2 separate regions of the Sus scrofa genome follow, and region 2 is linked to region 1. Evidence: chromatin contacts called from public Hi-C data. All regions are on one chromosome and are shown on one strand. The core of a region is the stretch at or near the end of the contact, and the rest is flanking DNA. Distances in the headings are between cores, read along the strand shown. Region 1 overlaps OSR1 (protein odd-skipped-related 1). Region 2 overlaps OSR1 (protein odd-skipped-related 1).

Region 1 (3,441 bases), core at 749-3,248:
GAAACACTGAGATTCCACTGTACCTATTAGAATGGCCAGAATCTAAAATACTGACAACACCAGATGCTGGCAAGGATGTGGAGTGTTAGAAACTCTCATTCATGGCTGGTGGGAATGCAAAATGGTATGGAAGACAGTTTGGCATTTTTTTTGTTTTTTTTACAAAACTAAACATACTCTTACGATATGATCCAGCAATTATGCTCCTTGGTATTTACCCAAATGAGTTGAAAACTTATGTCTACACAAAAATATGCCCCCCAAAACTTGGCAGCAACCAAGACGTCATTCGGTGGGTGAGTGGATAAATTAATTATGGCACATCCAGGGAGTTCCTGTCATGGCGCAGTGGTTAACGAATCCGACTAGGAACCATGAGGTTGCGGGTTTGATCCCTGGGCTTGCTCAGTGGGTTAAGGATCCGGCGTTGCCGTGAGCTGTGGTGTAGGTTGCAGACGCGGCTCGGATCCCGTATTGCTGTGTCTCTGGCATAGAGCCGCATTGCTGTGGCTTTGGCGTCGGCTGGCAGCTACAGCTCCGATTAGACCCCTAGCCTGGGAACCTCCATATGCCACAGGAGTGGCCCAAGAAATGGCAAAAAGATAAAAAAAAAAATTATGGCACATCCAGAAAATGGGATATTACTCAGCCCTAAATAGACATGAGCAATGGAGCCATGACAAGACCTGCAGATTGCTAAGTGAAAGAAGCCAGTCTGGAAAGGCTCTCTTTTATGATTCCAACTATGTGACATTTTGGAAAAAGTAAAACCATGGAGACAGCAAAAAGCTCAGTGGTTTGGGGGAGGAGAGGATGAATGGGGGAGGAGAGAGGATTTTTAGGATTTTTACTATTTTATAGTATGATACTATAATGGTAGGTATATGTCATTATACACTTTTTATATTTATTTTTTTGGAAAATTCTGGATTTATTTTATTAAAAAAATTTTTTTATCGTAGTTGATTTCAATTTCTGCTACACAGCAAAGTGACCCAGCTTTACATTTATATACATTCTTTTTCTTCGCATTATCCTCCATTTATACATTTTTCTTTAAAACCAAGAGTGAACCCTGATGTAAACTATGGACTTGGGTGATAATGACCTGTCAATGCAGGTTCATCAGTTGTAACAAACTTACAACCGTGGTGCCGGATGTTGGTGGGGAGGGGCTGTGGAAGCGCGGGCGGGGCGGGGGCAGGAGGCACATGGAGACTCTCTGTCCTTTTCGCTCAGTTTTGCTGTGAACCTAAAACTTCTTTGAGAAATAAAGTCCGTTTTTCTTTTTTAAAAAAAGATCCTTCCAGCTGCTGTGTGGAGAGTGGACTGGGTGGGGTCAAGAGAGGAGGAAGGGAAGCAAATTAGAAGGAATTTACAGTAAACTAGGTAAGAGATGTCAGAGGTTTCAACTAATATTTTGATGATAAACAGGGCGAGAGGGAGTCACATTTGGGATATATTTGGACGTGATGTTGCTAGAACTTGCTGATGAATTAAATACGGGATATGAGGGAAAGAGAGTAATCAAGGGTGACTCTAAGGTCCCTGGTCTCAACAGTTGCCTGAATGATTCTCTCATTGACTTAGATGAAGACTGTGCGTGAGAGAGAGAGAGAGAGGGAGAGGGAGAGGGAGATATAGAGACAGAGATAAAGATAGATTTTTTTTTTTTTTTTTCCTCCAGAGGCAGCATGTTGGCTACAGACTCAGAGCAAGCAGATAACTAGGGTTATTGAGCTTCAGGTCTTTCCAGGCTGGTACAACATAAAGAGAAAAGGGGCAGAAGAGACATACATGTGCAAGAGAGTGGCTGCAGTGCTGATCAAAGAAGCTGAGCCGGCTGAGGAGGAGGGTGAGAATGTGTGTGTGTTCGGGGCAGAGAGGGTGAAGGTGGTCAGAGAGGGGAAGGGGCGATGGGTTGAGCCTCCCAGTGAGATCCGAGTTGCTGGAGCCAAGCTGCTCTAGATTACGGGAAGAGGCGGCCCTAGAGTAGAGCTGCTTGGCATTTCAGAGCTGATGCCGTTATTGGCTGAAATAACTGACAAGCTGTAAAGTACACCCATGGGAGGTGGTGGCCAAGGTGATGGTGAAGTTCATTGAATCCCTTGGAACCAAGGAAACGAGAGCAGAGGGCGAGAGGTGGGTCTAGTATATGACTCTTAAAGCTGCTGAGAATGGTGGTGGAGAGGAGGCCGGCCAGCCGAGTGCCCCTGCAGTCCCTTGCTGGGTGTAGGTTTCCTGGGCTGTTTGCTCCTGGCAGTCGTTTTTCAGAGGTCTTCTTGATACAGCTCCATATCCAGCACTGTCTTGGATTGTAAGCTGTTTGAAGAAGCAATTTGTCATGTTGGAGTTTTACATGACAATAGGAAGGCGCGCCTTCTTCTTCAAAAACCAGCGATGAACAGCTTTCCCGAGCCTTTGTAAATATTGGATCAGGAATTCTAGTTGAGGGTCACCTCAGAAGTTCTTTGTGACTCTCTGCATCCTGCCCATCATCGTCTGGGCTCAGTCTTCAGGGGCCTGTCCCTTCCCAGACTCTTAGACAAGGACTCTCTGAACAGTGTCTTGAGCCGTGAACACGGAGGGCTGCTCGCTGTCTGAGGGTGGCTGGAGGGGGAAGCACAGAGGCGACAGAAGTGAGCCAGGAAAGTGGGATGAGATACCCGAGGGCCTTGGAGGCCTGGCCTCTGGGTCTGAATCTTAGAGATGATGGGGGTCACGTGCCCAGGAGGGGAGAGTCAGGACCCCGAGCCTGGGCCCTCCTCTGGGACAGCCCCTGGGGAGGGGGCACTGGCCTTTGGGTGGGGTCCTGGGCTGCCCGCCAGGGCGCCTTCTTTTCTGGGCCTCACGGACGGGCCGTCTGTTGCTTGGGAAAGTAGACTATGTCTCTCTTGGGCTGAGGTCATTACTAGTGATAATGTGGCCCCAGGGACCGAAGCTACACAAGATCCAGCCACAAACTTCCCTCGGGCCAAGGACTCCGCCACCTTCCTCAGGCCCTTGATTCACAGCAGGAGCTGCTTACCAGCCACAAAGCGATTTGCCTCATCTGCTCTGCTTCAGTCTCCTTGGGCACAGGCATCAGGGGACAGCCACCAGGTTTCCCCAACCGTGGGGCCTGGGTCTGTAGCGTCAAGGCTGGACCTGAGCCTTGGCACGGAGGTCACTCTGTCAGCGGCCTTGCCTGGCACAAGCAGCTGTCCTGGTCCTGGAGATGGTCTCAGAGCCCAGGCCTGGCCAACCCCAGAGCTGCTTTCTGGTGGCCAGTGTATCACTTTGACACACACCTTCCCAGCACCCTCCTCACCCTCCGCAGTGCCCTCACACACTGAGTCACCCATTGCATCATACTAATAGATCCCACCCAATATGTCCCATGGTTGCCACACACACACACACACACACACACACACACACACAATCTTTCTTATCTCCCAG
Region 2 (3,635 bases), core at 216-2,715, 130 kb after region 1:
CTGGCTCTCGTTTCATCCGCACCGCAGCCTGGTAGGGAAGACGCTGCTCACCCAACACCGGCCTCGCACGTGGCCTTCCCCGCTGCCTCTGCCGCAACTTCATGGCAGTTGGCACCCCTCCCAAACCAGCTTGTGTTCATCCCGACCCTTTCTCCCCAGTCTGAACCTGGAGGGAAGAAACCCTGTTTTCTTTCTCTCACCTTTGTTCCGCTAATGGTTAACTTTCTGTCTGGCACACAGAAGATAGTAAATATTAAATAAATGACGAGCGAAGACAGGAATTAATGATGGACAGCAGGTCAGATCTCAGAGAGCACGAGCTTTGGCAAAAGCGAACTTGATCAAAAGTTTTGAGAACGGGTGGCGACTCAGCCGAGGCTGAGTGAGCCAGAGCTCAATTTGTAATTCAAAGTTGCCGCTCCTAAGGCAGAAAAACAACACTACCACACAACTGATGTTTATTGACTGCTTGCTCCGTGCCAGGCCCTGCGCTTATCGCTCTGCATACCTCATGTCACTAGTCCTTATAACAACTCTATGACATATGTATTATTATTATTCCCAAATTACAGCTTAATACACTGAAGCTTAGAAAGATTAAGTGTCCTTTCCGAGGCTGCAGGGCTAACAATGGCTGAGCTAGGATTTGGACCGTGTCTTTCTGCTTCCAGAACCCGTGTCCTCACTTCTCGGCTGTACTCAGCAAAGGGGAGTGAGCCCCACGGATGCCAGCAGCACTGCCATCCACAAAGGAGTTAATGTCTGAATATGGGGCTTAGGGTCCTCGTGAGCTCGACTCACTGTTCCCTAGTTCTCCATACGAGTTTCACTTCCCCTGGTCCACGTTCTGAGGCTTTAACCACTCATTCTCACTCTCAGCCACAAAGGGACTCCAACAGGGGCAGCTGAAATCAAACCTACCGCCAGCAGCCAGGAACCGGGCTGTCAAAAGAAATGAAAAATCCAGGGGCCACGGCAGTCTTACCGTTCGTTAAGTGAGTTTATCGGGAACTCTCTTGACATTGAGCTGTAACTACGGCGTTTAAGAAAATCCCAAATTTGAAATAAATAAGTTGGCTGACATACAGACATTTTACATATGAATTTAATAAAATAGATTTTTCTTTTAGAAATCTTTGGTAATCTCTGAAATATATCAGCTGCAACCCAGGAACATTGTATCCTAAATCGTGATTCATGAAATGAAACGGAAATGTATTATGTAATTCAATTTGGAGCGTCCAGGACAGAGCTCATTAGGGCTGTTTGCTGGTGATGTGGCTGGAGTTTGGAGGCACTGTGGTTTGGGCAGAACTTCTCCCAGGCCTTACCTCCCCTTCCTCTGAGGACATTTTAACCAAGTATCGTCACCCTTTAAAAATAGCATGCTTGAGCGTTTTGCCCACAAATGAGGATAATTCAGGGGAAATCTTAAGAAAAACTGGATCGTTTCCCCTCTCCTCCCACTTTACCATTAACCCATCTCGTAATGAGTCAGGCTCACGACTGACTCATGGCCTCTCCATGTGGTCCTTGGATCCAGACCAGGGCTCACCCATACATTGGGCAGGTGGACACCAGGATGTCATCTGAGGTAACTGGAGCCCAGAGAAATGAAGAGACTCCCCCAGGGTGATCAGCTCTTAAATATCACAGCTAGAACTAACTCTGAAATCCGAAATTAGTTTTCTCCAGCTCATCACATGTCTGGATGTGCAATCAAAGCATAGCTTTCCCCACCTAGGCTGAATACGATAAGTGAGAAAGTGACTAAAAAGCACTTTTGTCTGATTTTTGTTCCACTGCTTTGCGCTTCTTTTAAAAAAGCATTTATTGAGATTATAAAATATGCCATTTTCACCACTGTAAAGTGTACAGTTCAGTGGCTTTTGGTACATTCAGTGGTGTGCACCATTACCCCTGATTCCAGAATATTTTCTGTCCCCTTGAAAGGAAACGCTGTACCAATCAAGCATTCACTCTCTGTTTTCCTCTCCCTGAGCCCCTGGCCACCCATGTATCTCCTTTCTGTCCCTATAGATCTGTCTATTCTAGACGTTTCATATCAACAAATCATATACTGTGGAGTCTTTTGTGACAGGCTGCTTTTACTTAGCAAAATGTTTCCAGAGCTCATAATGTTATATAGCAGGTATAGGACTTACTTCCTTTTATGGTTGAATAATATTCCATCGTACGTGCGTGCATACTCCATTTTATTTCATCAGTTCATGGGTATTGGGGTTGTTTCCAGTTTTTGGCTGCTCTGAACACTTGTGTACAGGTTTTTGTTTGAGTTTTTGTTTGTTTTCAATTCTCTTGAGTTACCTCAGAGTAGAATTTCCGGGTCATACAGTAATTTTATGTTTAACTTTTTCAGGAACCACAAAGCGGATTTCCGGATCAGCTGTACCATTTTACCTTCTCGCTAGCAATGTGTGATGGGCTCCGTTTCTCCACATTCTCACAGACACTTGCTACTTTCTGTTTTTTGTTTTTGTTTTTTATTAGATCCATCCTAGTGGGTGTAAAGTGGCATCTCATTGTGGTTTTGATTTGCATTTCTCCAATGACTACTGTGTTGAGCATCTTTTCATTTTCTTGCTGGTCAGTTTTTTTTTTTTTTTTTTTTTGTCTTTTGTCTTTTTGTTGTTGTTGTTGCTATTTCTTGGGCCGCTCCCGCGGCATATGGAGGTTCCCAGGCTAGGGGTCGAATCAGAGCTGTAGCCACTGGCCTACTCCAGAGCCACAGCAACGCTGGATCCGAGCCGCATCTGCAACCTACACCACAGCTCATGGCAACGCCGCATCGTTAACCCACTGAGCAAGGACAGGGACCGAACCCGCAACCTCATGGTTCCTAGTCGGATTCGTTAACCACTGCGCCACGACGGGAACTCTCTTGCTGGTCAGTTTTATATCTTCTTTAGGGAAATGTCTATTCAAGCCATTTGACCCTTTCTTGATTGGGTTGTTTTCTTTGTGTTGTTCCATTGGAAGAGTTCTTTATGTATTCTGGATGCTAGACCCTTATTGGATGTATGATTGGCAAATATCTCCTTCCATTCTGTGGGAAGTCTTTTCACTTTCTTGATAGTGTCTTTTGCACAAAAGTTTTAAATTTAAGCTCAGTTAACTTTTATTTTCTGTTTCCTGTGATTTTGGTGTTCTATTTAAGAAACTATTGTCTAATCCAAGTCATGAAGATATACAACTATATATTCTTGTAAGAAATTAATAAATTTACCTGTTACATTTGGGCCTTTCATTCACTTTTTTTTTTTTTTTTTTTTGCTTTTTAAGGCTGCACTTGTGGCATATGGAGGTTCCTAGGCTAGGGGTCTAATTGGAGCTGTATCCACCGGGCCCACGCCAGAGCCAGAGCAATGCAGCATCTGAGCCGCGTCTGTGACCTATACCACAGCTCACAGCAACGCCAGATCCTTGACCCGCTGAGCAAGGCCAGGGATCAGACCTGCAACCTCATGGTTCCCAGTCAGATTCGTTTCTGCTGTGTCACGATGGGAACTTCTTTTATTCAGTTTTAATAAATTTTTTACATACAATGTAAGATAGTGATCCAAATTCATTCTCGTTCATGTGGATAGCCAGTTGTCCCAGCACCATTAGTTGAA

What was found. A called contact is a pair of places that touch in the nucleus more often than the background predicts.
Region 2: a contact with region 1 is called in a Hi-C map of subcutaneous adipose tissue, with 1.6 times the contacts expected there. The contact joins two enhancer-like sites. A contact is called at or near these places in 1 of 47 Hi-C or Micro-C datasets (subcutaneous adipose tissue) and 2 of 2 datasets of contacts at active chromatin or transcription factors (alveolar macrophages and skeletal muscle).

Annotation. Positions count from the first base shown.
Region 1 is chr3:118,455,038-118,458,478 of Sscrofa11.1, forward strand. The region is part of intron 2 of OSR1 (protein odd-skipped-related 1); the gene reads left to right. Among named protein-coding and RNA genes, the nearest start is that of OSR1, 88 kb to the left of the region's middle. Within about 2 kb of position 1,999, at least 10 of the 83 cell types and tissues checked have an H3K27ac peak or open chromatin away from gene starts, as enhancers often do. A contact at or near this core is called in subcutaneous adipose tissue, where this site is marked.
Region 2 is chr3:118,585,261-118,588,895 of Sscrofa11.1, forward strand. The region is part of intron 4 of OSR1 (protein odd-skipped-related 1); the gene reads left to right. Among named protein-coding and RNA genes, the nearest start is that of OSR1, 220 kb to the left of the region's middle. Within about 2 kb of position 1,466, at least 22 of the 83 cell types and tissues checked have an H3K27ac peak or open chromatin away from gene starts, as enhancers often do. A contact at or near this core is called in subcutaneous adipose tissue, where this site is marked.